Linked DNA regions of Mus musculus: region 2 is linked to region 1. The links are chromatin contacts, called in public Micro-C maps. All regions are on one chromosome and are shown on one strand. Each heading gives the region's core, a stretch centred on a gene start, on an enhancer-like site or on the middle of the called end of the contact. The rest is flanking DNA. Distances are from core to core; before and after follow the strand shown. Region 1 has its middle 23 kb from the start of Gm26047. Region 2 has its middle 41 kb from the start of Gm12724.

Evidence for each region. Hi-C and Micro-C count contacts between places; a contact is called where the count stands out from the background.
Region 2: a Micro-C map of brown adipocytes shows a contact between it and region 1, with 1.7 times the contacts expected there. The contact joins two enhancer-like sites. A contact is called at or near these places in 1 of 39 promoter capture datasets (the 3T3-L1 cell line) and 6 of 484 Hi-C or Micro-C datasets (the 3T3-L1 cell line, beige adipocytes, brown adipocytes and 3 more).

The regions. Positions count from the first base shown.
Region 1 is chr4:106,092,824-106,098,628 of GRCm38.p6, forward strand. No RefSeq gene overlaps it. Among named protein-coding and RNA genes, the nearest start is that of Gm26047, 23 kb to the right of the region's middle. Within about 2 kb of position 2,213, at least 39 of the 459 cell types and tissues checked have an H3K27ac peak or open chromatin away from gene starts, as enhancers often do. A contact at or near this core is called in beige adipocytes and brown adipocytes, where this site is marked.
Region 2 is chr4:106,192,715-106,198,639 of GRCm38.p6, forward strand. No RefSeq gene overlaps it. Among named protein-coding and RNA genes, the nearest start is that of Gm12724, 41 kb to the right of the region's middle. Within about 2 kb of position 3,292, at least 53 of the 459 cell types and tissues checked have an H3K27ac peak or open chromatin away from gene starts, as enhancers often do. A contact at or near this core is called in beige adipocytes and brown adipocytes, where this site is marked.

The DNA of each region.
Region 1 (5,805 bases), core at 963-3,462:
CCAAGACAAGTGGTAATGATTAGAAGGGCAAGTTCTATGCCTGAGGGAAAATCGGGTGACACCAGAGATGACAGTGTGTCCCATTTTCTATAGCCAGCCGTGACATCGTTCCCTTGTGTCGGGTGCCTGCCAACACCCATCATCCAGGCACGTGATGGGCATTAAAGGAGATGAGTTTTGTCAAGGACTCAGCAGGGGTCCAGTATATGGTTGTTTCTAAATATTAGTTTCTTTTTCCTCTGTCTTCCATAACTCCAGCACAACAGGCTTCGTGTGTGTATCTCCCACTTGGATAACCCGTTCTAGAAGGTACAACCTTGGTGCATCTCAGCATGCTTTTTAACTGCAATTGTTCACACTTTTAAAGTGGGAGACCAGAGGCCACCAAGGAAGATCCTTGTACAATTTAAATTACCAGAGCAAGCAATAAATTCATAATTGTCAGAGACCGAATTCTCTAGAAACTGTCCTCATTGTAACTGCAGAAGGGGTTATGGGAGATAGTAAAGTATCTGGAGAGATGGCTCAGAGGTTAAGAGCACTGCCTGCTATAGCAGAGAACCTGGATCCAATTCTCAGAGTTCACATGGTGATTCACAACTGTCTCTAACTCTAGTCCCAGGGGATTTGATGCCCTCTTCTGACCTCTATGGGTATTACACATACATGGTATACAGACAACACATGTAGGCAAAATACATACAAAGGGGAAAGAAAGAAGAAGGGAGGGAGGGAAGGGAAGGAGGGAGGGAGGGGGGTCAGCGAGAGAGAGAATATGAGTGCATCCCATAGCTATTATGCAAAGTCATGCTAGTTTGTCAGTTTTCCTTGCAAAGTCTAGCTAGACTATCAATTTGGCCTCCTCTAAATCCTCCAGTGCACATGTTATGTCCTTGTTGAGAAAGAGCAGTGGTCACTCCTGTCTGGCTAACAACCAGACTGTGTAGAGAACATGAAGAGCCAGTGACAGAATTCTGATGACAAATGCTTGCCAAAACAAAACAAAGCAGAAAACAAACAACAAGAACAACAAAAACACCAGGATTTTTCGGTGTTGCTAGTCACGTGAAAGAAACAAAAAAAATCTTCCAAGGAAACACAAATTAACCTTGTAAGAATCATGCCTGCACGTGCCTTATAACCCCCAAGCACTGTATTCTATACACATCCTTGTATTGAGAATTAAAGCTTACAGTCAGCATGAAGATGGCTCAGTCTGCCATTAAAGCAGGCATGTCAGAGCCTAGAACAGCACAGCCTTGCAACTTGAGTTTGTACTGTGCGATTCCATTCAGCATGTCTCCCTTTTCATTGCTTTTGTTACATCATTTCTACTTTCCACATCCTTGGGTTGCATTAATCTACTAAGATTCCTAAGACACAGAGATAAAGTGATGAGGAAGATCTACGTCAAACCCAAGAGGCAGAAACTAAATATAGAATGACAGAGTTACTTTGTTGCAATTTTAGTAAGCACGGGCTACAAAAAGAACTTACAAACAAAGAACCAAGCTGTAATGTCCTGGTTTGTTTCCTTGAACTCTGCCCATAAACACTCTACAAACTGTTGCACCCATTTTGAGAGTAAAGGAGACTAAAAACAAAACAAACAAACAAACAAACAAAAACAACAACAAAACACAAAACAAACAAAAAACGCAGCACTTGTAGAAGGAAGAAAGGGGGTGGGGGGGGGAAGGAAGAGGCAAGATGTACCAGTTGTAAAGTGTTGTAGCAGAAAAGGTTGTGGCAATTTCCACACCTGTGGCCTGGGATACAGGGCTTGAAGAATGTGTCACCATGGCATTTCCTTCTTATTTTCCTTTCCCTTGTTTTCTGTACCACGGGAAGGGGAGGGGAGGGAGAAGTGGAGGTCTACGCCCTTTTGCTTGCCAAGAAAAAAATCTTCATCCGCCAATGGGTAACTTGAAAACATCACTCTCTCTCAAACTGGTCTCCTAGTTTGCAAGATGGAAATAAGAACCATGAAAACTGTCTGCATTATATGAAACAGCACTGCATTTACATGTACATGCACACATACGCATACCTGTACACGTACGTGCACACCCATGCTAGGTATTTGCGCAATAAGTTTCTCCTCTTAGTTCTCCCCACTTTCCTTTTCCTTGCAATCTCTTGTTTTCCTTGCCTTCTTTGCCCGCTCTCTAGAGAGCTCTTCGTTTCATAAGAAGATGAATCAGCATTCTAATACCCTTGGCAGGAGGTTGCTGTCAGGGGCGTACCCTGCCCTGTCAGTCTGTGGCTTTAGCTTTAGCTCTAGGGACTTAATTTTTTTTTAACAAAATAACTAGCATGCCCCTTACTCCTGATTTTCCACTTGTTGTTCATGCTTTACCCATTGTAGGAAGGGTGGAGTGCTTCTAAGCCAACGGAAGTGGGGGATCGGATGGGAAGAGGAACATGGGAGGGAGTCATGGTTTTTATTTGCAGCCCTGAGAGCTTGTGAATTGTTTAATGAGAACATACCTTCTCCCCATTCCCCAAGAGTTGAGCAATGAGGCCCTTGCAGCTCTCCTTCAACACAGAAAAGCTTGGGGCAAGCATCCAAAGTGGGACTTGACTGTGGCATGCCAGCATTTTAAAGATCCAAAGTCTACAGAACCGCATGCGTCTCCTGGGACCTCCACATGTGAAACAGATTGTGAGATTGACTCTAGACGTTTTGCTTCCCCCGAAGACCTGAGATGCTTCCTCTAACAATGAGGAAAGTGTGCCCAATCCCTACCCTAGATCTGGGTTTGGGTTACATGCCTGGAGGCTGGAGACAGAGCAAATAAGGCAGTGGCAAGCTTGTCCATGCAGCTCTGAGAGGACCCTCTGTAGATTAGGTTTGTGGATCAAAATGTAGAAAAACTGCAGAGCAAGAAGCAAACCTACCCATGGGAGCAGTGCTTATTATTAAGCAGCCTTGAGTCCTGAGGGGTGAGGGTCACAATAGAGGATCATCACATTCATTGTGTATCTGGTCTTTCCAATGATGTGAGGAGGGAACTGGACTTTCCAGACACAATCAGTGACAGTTCACTTGGATGCATACTCCACACAAAGACACTGGAGCCCAGTGGACAGAAGAGTAGAGCCAGAATCTGCATGTAGCTCTGACACCAGAATCCATTCCTGGCTGGCTGTCATACAATACCCACAAAGAATGAAGAAATGCAGGGGGTCGAGGGGAGAGAATGAATACAATTATTAAAGAAGACAGAAGAACTCAAAATCCACAGCACAGATGAGGAAATGCATTATTCGTACAAATAGCACCTTACTTTTCTTAATTTATAGCCTGGTGAATTAATGGTTCTTGTGTCCTCAAGAAAAGGTTAGAGAATGGGCAGCCTCACCCACTGCAACGGGCAAGGAGCGTGTAATTAGTTTTAGAAGGCCTTCCATGCAAAATGATTAAATCAAGTTTTGGCACATGAAAGGGTAAGCTTTGGTTATTGGAAAATGTACTTAGGTGACACAGCTCATTTCCTGGTGAAGCCAGATTAATGGGACATTACCGACCCTAATTCCTCTACAAGTAAATGACTCACCTCTTCTCCTGCTGGGATGCCTGGAGCTGTGTGTGAGCTTGGCTTCCTTTCATGAAAACCCAAGAACTGGGATGGGGAATTCAGCTGGTGGGGGGAAGTAAACAAGTCAACCCCACTTGGATCTCTGATTCTCCACTAATTGGGTCTTAAACTTGCTGTATCTGAAGAGCCAGACCAGAGCCCTTCCAACTGGTTTCAGAGCTGACTGGGGAGGCCTGCAGTGGTCCCAATGGCCAATATGGACAGGGCCTCGGAAAGAACAAGAGTGAAGGACAAACACTGTGGAGGAGGCGTGATAGAGGACCTTTTAGAATATTGGGCATGGGGCACAGAGCTATTCGAGTTTGTGCAGAAGTTCACAAATCATCCACTGCAACACGATACTCAGAAATCAAATGATCCATGTGCCCTACTGTGTGTCATACTTCCCCAGACAACTTCAGGCTTGCTCAATAGAGAAAGATTAACAATACTGTGAAAGATAAGCTTAGGTGAGATTGAATAGGAGTCTGAGTCACTATTCAACCTACACCAGCACAGATCCACGCTGACCCTGTGGTCTACACCACTTCCAGGGAGCACAGTCAGCCAACGATCTAGTCAGAACCCTGAAATCTTTGGGAATGAAGAACTACTACCCTGACTGGATGGGATTTCATCGTGTGTTTGGGGTTAACTTCCCTACCTACAATAGTTCTGACAACTCCACTGTCTTAGATTGCTTCCTACTATTAAAATAAAGGCCATGATCAAAAGTAACATGGGGAGAGAAGGGGTCAGTTGCCTTATACATCTCAATTACAGTTCATTGAAGGGAGGCAATGCAGGAACTGGAGGGCGGCAGGAACCTTGAGGCAGGGACTGAAGCAGAGACCATGGAGGAGTGCTGCTTGTTGAACTTGCATTCCATGGTTCACACAGCTACACTAGGACTAGCTGCCTAGGGGTGGTACACATGCAATCATTAATCAAGAGAATTGCCCATGGGCTTGCCTACAGGCTAATCTGATGGAGGCTTTGTCTCAATTGAGGTTTTTTCCTACCCAGATATCTCTAGCTTGTGTCAATTTGACATAAAACTAATCAGCAACAACCGAAGCTGTAGATAAAAAGCATACCATAATCTCCTTCCCACTTTGCCTTAGACTGAGGAACCTATTTAACTGGAAAAAGTATGACAGTTAGCTCATTCCCAACCATGATGAGTTTCAGCATGATGTTTTATCATTGAGGAATAGTCTACTAGAAGAGTGAGATGCCCTATGTTCTTCCTGGATGAATACTTTCTAGGTTGGGCTACTACACTACAAAGTGCAATATGTGTTCTGAATTACTGGTTTACACTTGATATTGTCTTATTGCCACAATTCTTCAGTGTGAGTCCAACATATGAGAGGAACTTCATTCGTCATATGCTGCTTCAATCCATTCACAAAATGTTTTAACCCCAACCTGAAAATTGTAGCTGTAATGATTGACAGGTCCTTGCTTCCAAGGGGACCAAAAAAAAAATGGCACATCTAACTAAAGTCAAGACTGTCATTTGACTGTCTGATGCTCCTTGTATCTTTGAACCAACATAGCCAGAGGTAAAAAGTCATGAAAGACTGTAGGAACCCAAGGCATTCAAACCTACTATGAGTCAAGTGCTGTGTGGATAAAGGTCAGGATTTCACAACCCGGCAAAGAACTAAGACCAGTGAGGGAATCCAAGTGAGAGCAGAGAACAAACATCCCCAGGAATAACAAAGGCCTGGATCCAACTATGTCTTTGCAATCATCTGTAGAAATGAATAAGGTGAAGCTGTGGAAGTCACCAATTTCAGCAGCCCTGACTCCTGATGGCTTCTGAATAAAATATAGATGCTTTCTCCTAGATATTGTCTTCTTTAGCTTTTCCAGTGAGAAACAACTCTGCTTTCTATTGAGATTGATTGGCTAATAATAGTAACTATCTCCTTCAAAGAAGTACATGACCTTATAGCCCAGCCCATAGCCTGTTACATTACACTAAATAAGCCTATGTTCTTTATACACTGGTCTGGAGGATAAATTCTTTCACCACACACCAATCCCCTTTCTGAACAACCACAGTAAATCAAACAAAGAAATAAATAAGTTGGACAACTCCCATGAAACAGAAAATAGTTGATGAGAGATCAGAGGAGGAGAGTTGTAATTGGTAGCAGGAAAACAGTGCACTCCCATGAGGCACCTGTGCCATGATTCGCGGCTGCCTTGAGAG
Region 2 (5,925 bases), core at 2,042-4,541, 100 kb after region 1:
GTTGAAGCTAGACTTTGACAGCAGCCTGCTATACATAGTAAAGTCCAGGGCAGTTAAAGCTCTATGATAAGTGCAAGGAGGGTGTTTTTGAGAACCGAGTAAAAGATGTGGATACTATTTCCCACTGACGCACAACTGTGTGCACATACCCTAAGAGATACAACTTTGTGCTATTCGTGGATATCCAGGGTCTGTTTATGACCTGCAGATGGATAAGAACAATGTTAGGGGTTGACCTAGATTCTCCTATGACTAAGAAAAAGACTGCTTCATTATAGCTGCTCAAAAATGTCAGGTCGTTATTATAAAAGTGCCTCTTTCAAACCTTGAATTCTCCAGAACCTGCCCAAGGTGGTGGTGGCTGTAGTAATAATAGATTCCCTATTATTACTATCAATACTACTATACTATAGTAATAATAGATTCCCTATCTACTTACTCCTGGCTTGGTCCCCTCCATTCTGTCCCTGGGCTTAGCCATGTCACATACTCTGGCCAGTAAGGCAGCATCAAACTTAACACAAGCAAAACATGATGAAAACTCTTGGTATTCCACTTCCTTTCTGGGACATTTCACCTCCCTGTAACTACATCTGTGCCACCAAGCCACCAGGCCCTCGGGGATAACTTAGAAGAGGATGATAAGCCACATATAGCAAGTTAAGTCTTCCTAGCCAGTGGTATTTTTAACTGTCCAGACAGACTTCAGGCTCATATGACACATGACTGCTATACAAGCTAACCCAGCCAAAATCTCTCAAGACTGTCCCAGACTCACAGGTTCACCCAGCTGACTTGAGGGTACAGGAAAAATGACAAGTGGCTATAGTTTTAATGATTTGTGTATTTGGATAGAGGTTACAATGCAGCCATGAATAACTAAAATGAAGTAACTTGGCTAGAGCCATGAATACATCAAATGATATCCTTGTACTCAAGAAGTGTGCTTTCTGGCAAACACAGAGATGTGTAAAGAGTGGAGGGAAATGAAGGTGGAGAAAGGTAAGGCTAACCGTGAATGCCAGCGAGATCTTACAAAAGACCTTGGCCACATGTCAAGAGGCAACAAAGAACATCTTGAGAGGGTTTGAGCAACACAGTAGTATAAACAAACTGTTATTATAAAAAGGTCCTTTCATAGCTGTGTATGGAGCAAGAATTGTGGTGTAGTTACCATTGAAAATGTGATTTTAGTATTGTCATTGTGAAACCACAGAAGTCTAGATTATGAGGCCAGCAGAGAAGATGGAGAGAAGGGAAGGTTGGAGAAACACACAGGACATAAGGTTAAAGGAAGTTGGTAGTCGTTCTTGTTTGGAGGAGGAAATGGAAGAGCTGCATCTGAACACAGACTGCTTGTTCGTTTATTGAATGGCTACTTACTGAGGGCTCACTTTATGCCAAGCACACTGTGCAGGTATCAGGGGAGACCATTGTTCCGAAGTTAGCTGTCATTATTTGAATGTGAAATGTCCTCAACAAGCTTAGATGTTTGAACATTTCGTCCCCAGCTAATGGGGCTGTTTTAGTAGGTTGCAGAACCTTTGGGACCCAGGACCTAGCCAGATGATGTAGGCCTTGAGGGTTCCATGCCCAGGTCCTGCTAGAACTCTGTCTCCTGGTGAGTGACGTGTGAGAGAGAGCTTCTGCGCATTCCCAATCCTGTGACTGACTCACTCCAGCCACCGTACCTTACTTGCCGTGATTGATTGAAACCCTGTTAACTCTGAGCCAAAAGGAGCTCTTCCTCCCATAAATTGCTTCTGCCAGGTAGTGAACCTGGATATTTAAAGAACTCTGAGCAAGCACATCGCAGAGATACCTGCGCATTGATGTTTTCTGCAACACTACCCATAATAGGGAGGCATCCATCAATGAAGGAACAGATGACAAAGATGTTGTGTATATACACAATGGAGTTTGTTTTAACCATGGCACAGAACAAAGTTATAACATTTGCAGGAGAGTCAATACAACTGCTGATAATCACAGAGCAAATTAATCCTGCCTCAGAAAGACAAACATCATGTTTTCTCTATTTTGTGTTTCCTAGATTTTATATTATAGGAATTATGCATGTATCTGTGGCATGGAAGTAGAGGGAAGCTGACAAAGGGAATAAAGGAACCTAACAGGACAAGAGGGAAGAAGAAAAGGAAGAGGATATGGTGGGAGACTATACTCAATTTGTATGAAATTTGTATTCGTATGAAAGTGCCCTTATATAACACAGCCCCAAGTACAATCGATGAAAAATGCTTAACTAAAATAAATAATCACATGGGCATCAAGATAAACCTGCAATTATAACTTGGAACCTATGGCAGAAGAAAAGTAATAGGAACATTTCAATTGCAGTGGTGCAGAAGTCTCTAGAAAGGGATCCCTAAGACATGAAATCTGAGCTGAGACCCAACAGATGAGGATGTGTTAGCTAGACACAACTGGGAAATCAAGGCATCGAAGGAAACAGTCTGTAAGAGCAATTGGGCTCTCCCAGACATCAGTGGCAATGTAAGGTAAATAGAAGAGTGGAGCGATGAGTGACAGACAGCACCAGAAACCAAGCTGGGTAGAGCTGGATCTGAGCAGGCAGTGCCTGTGGTCCACATCAGAGACTTAGACTAAAAATACAGAGTGTGTTTGGGAAGTGACAGGAGACGTTCCTGTAGCTAACTATTCTGCCTCCCCGTTGGTGGACAGAGGTACCACTCCAGATGTCTGTCAGTCGGAGCAGCAGATCTGGAAGGTGTCAACACCCTGTGGGAGGGGAGGGCTAGGGTGGAGGTCTCCAAAGACCTTCCTTTGGATCTGTCCAGAAAACATTGGAAATGGAAATCTAAAGGTGGCCAGAGAGAGCTGGCCTGGAGACTGGCAGTTGTCAGTGTAGGAGACACAGCTGAAACCAATTCCCCAGGGAGGACAGGAAAATGAGAAGAGAACCCACAGATGGAAAGTCCTGCAGGAGCTGAGAGAAAGTCCAGATGACTCAGACCAGCATGTGATTGCCACATCTCCAGCTTAGGTAACACCCATCGATGCTGTGGATGGACAGGAGTCCAAGAGAACACTTTACAGCAGGGGAATATAAACATTCCTGGGCCCTCTCCGTGTCCTAAGGTTAATATTGTTCATAAACTTGACTTGTCACAGACTGAAACTTCAGTAATAAATAAAGATACTAACTTGATCTCTAAGGGAAAAATCTGAGCTGGTCAAAATAACCTTTTCCCCTGGTAAACAAGATGAAGCCCTAGGATTGTGCAACAGAGAGAGTGGCCAGCCAGTGTTGAATGATGTCATACGCTATAGTCATGACAAATATGCCACATTTTATGCAGGAGTGTGATATGTGAAATAGGAATTGGGAATTAGGCCCAATGACTTCTCCCAGTGTCACCATAGATGGCCTCCACCTAAGCAAAGCCATCTGTCTCTATAACTGGGCTTTTTCATCTACAAAATTAGAAACAGTTCCCTCTAATTAATTTTCTAGCACTTATTCTTATTGAAAATAATTTTATACAAGTGACATGTACTATATATACATATATATAGTATATAATATGTACTGATCCCAATTTCTCCTCCTCTAACTCCTTCTAGATCCTCCCCCTTCCCTCCCACCCAACTCTATGACCTTTCTTTCTCTCTTCAGAAAACAAACAGGCCAACAAACAAACCAGAATAAAAATAAAACTAAAAGAGAAAAAAGGAAAAACATCAGAAACAGAGAGAGAAAAACCATAAAAACACAGAATCAGAAAGCATGATATGCACACAAAAGACCAGTAAGGCCAAAAAGAAAAAGAAAAAGAAATTCCCAAACAAATGCTATTGAGCCCATTTCCTGTTGCCATCTTCTGCTAGTCAAGAGGTCTGCCCTTCAGTGTGGTTTGCGTATCCAGTAAGTCTCCACTGGAGAAAACTAATTTGTGCTTTGTGAGTGGTTATCACCTGGAGATTAGCATCTGAGTTAGGGATGTGGGTTTGTGTCCACTTCCCTCCTAGCACGGGGACTCGTGCAGACCCTGTGCATGCTGGCATAGTCTCTGTGAGTTCTTAGGTGTGTCATCCTTGTTGTGTCTGGAAGACACTGTTCCTTGCTGTCTTCTATCCCCTCCAGCTCTTCTTTCCTACTCCTCACACAGCCCCTGAGCCCTGCCCCTTGGCTTTCCTGTCTTCTATTCAAAGACAACCGGTAAGAACAAAGACAAACAATTCTCAATACGCTTCCACAATGTGCCAGACCTATACACATATTACATGGGAAAACTCTGCTAATTAAGGTTGAATTCTACCATTGACCAGATAGCCTTCTGAGACTTGGCATAATATGGAGGGCCCCCTTCATTGGCAGGACTTCCCTTCTCTGACCTCATCTAGGGAACTCAAACCCCTTACCACACACCTCTACCGGCAGGATGTCATGTAGCTTTAGTTAGATCATGGATTCAGCTTCCTTTCTCCTCGTAAGAACCCATTCAGCTAGCACCTGAGATTCCTGAAATGCTTCCCCATGCTAATGAGGCACTCTGGTACCCTAACCCTTTAGCCAACAACTTTCGCCCATCCTGGATGTTTCCACCCTCGATCCTCCAAAACTTCATAAGCCTTGAATCATCCCCAAGTAAAGTTGGTCTGACTCCCTGCAGCTGGTCCGGGTGTCTTAATCACTGTACATACTCACAGGGCTTCCGAACCCAGCCCTGTTCGTCCCCATCTCTGCTCCCTTTGCCCTCGTGGACCGATATAGGCCAACAATCCCTGGAGGCAGGGAAAGCCACAGCATTAGCTTATTAAAATAAGGTAACAGAATTCCCATGACCAAAGTAAATACCATTGCCAGTTTAAAGAGAGGAAAGCCAAAAGTAGAAAGTGTGTTATTACAGTAGAATTGATGTGGGACACACATAAACCTGGTTTTAGCACGTCCATCAGCTCATTGTCACAGCACTGGCATGCTTCACTGTTCTGCTGTGTGATGCTGGAGCTGGACCGCGGATGAATTCCCTTTGCCCAGCACAAGTGATGCTAATCTCTGTCAACAGAGGACCGTTTATACATTGTACTTGGGAGCGAGTGTATATATGTGTGAGTGTGTGTGATACATGTGCACGTGTGTACAGGGGGCACACACGCCCATGTGTATGTGCAGACAGCAGATGAGGGTGTCCAAGGTCTTGCTCTATCGCTCCTTATCACTGAGTCAGAGGTGGTGATAAGTGCTGGGTGTACATTCGTTCATTTCAACAATCATGCCAGAGTCATCATCCCTTCTACATCTGGAAAGACTGAGGATTTAGTAACTTGCCCAAGATCACCAACAGGAAAGCAACATGGCACTATGCAACCATGCGACTCCCAAGCCCATGGGCAGCAGGGACGTCTGCCTTCGTCATTTCCCATGCCCCTTGCTGGCCCCACCCCTGACTGTCTGTGTGACTATAGGAAAGCTCTTTAATCTCTCTAGCCTTGTGAAATGAAGAGAGCACATCTGTTTGGCAGGACCGCTGTAAAGATGACAAAGGCTTTACCTAAAGCACTTAGCACATTGCCTGGCCCCCAAGAGGTCGTTAATAAATGTCTCCTCTTTGTCTTCCTATAAAATTATGGTGGTACCTTCAAAGGCCAAAACGAGTCCACAGGTAACAGCACAAGCCAGGACACCAGGTTTGGCAAAGGCCAGCCAGGGGTGAAGCTTGTTTTCTAACGTGCTGGGGAATTGTTCTTCTGTTTCTTTGGTGGGGGGAATAAAAAAAATAAAAGATAATATTCTTCATTCTACCTCAGGGCTCAGCCACATGGAACTCATTTTCTCATGAAGCAGTGCAGACTAAGGCTGAAAAGCAGGCTGAAGCAGCGCTGAGATGGTCTTTTGGATGACAGGACTGGGGCCCATCACTGAGCAATAGTACCACCACC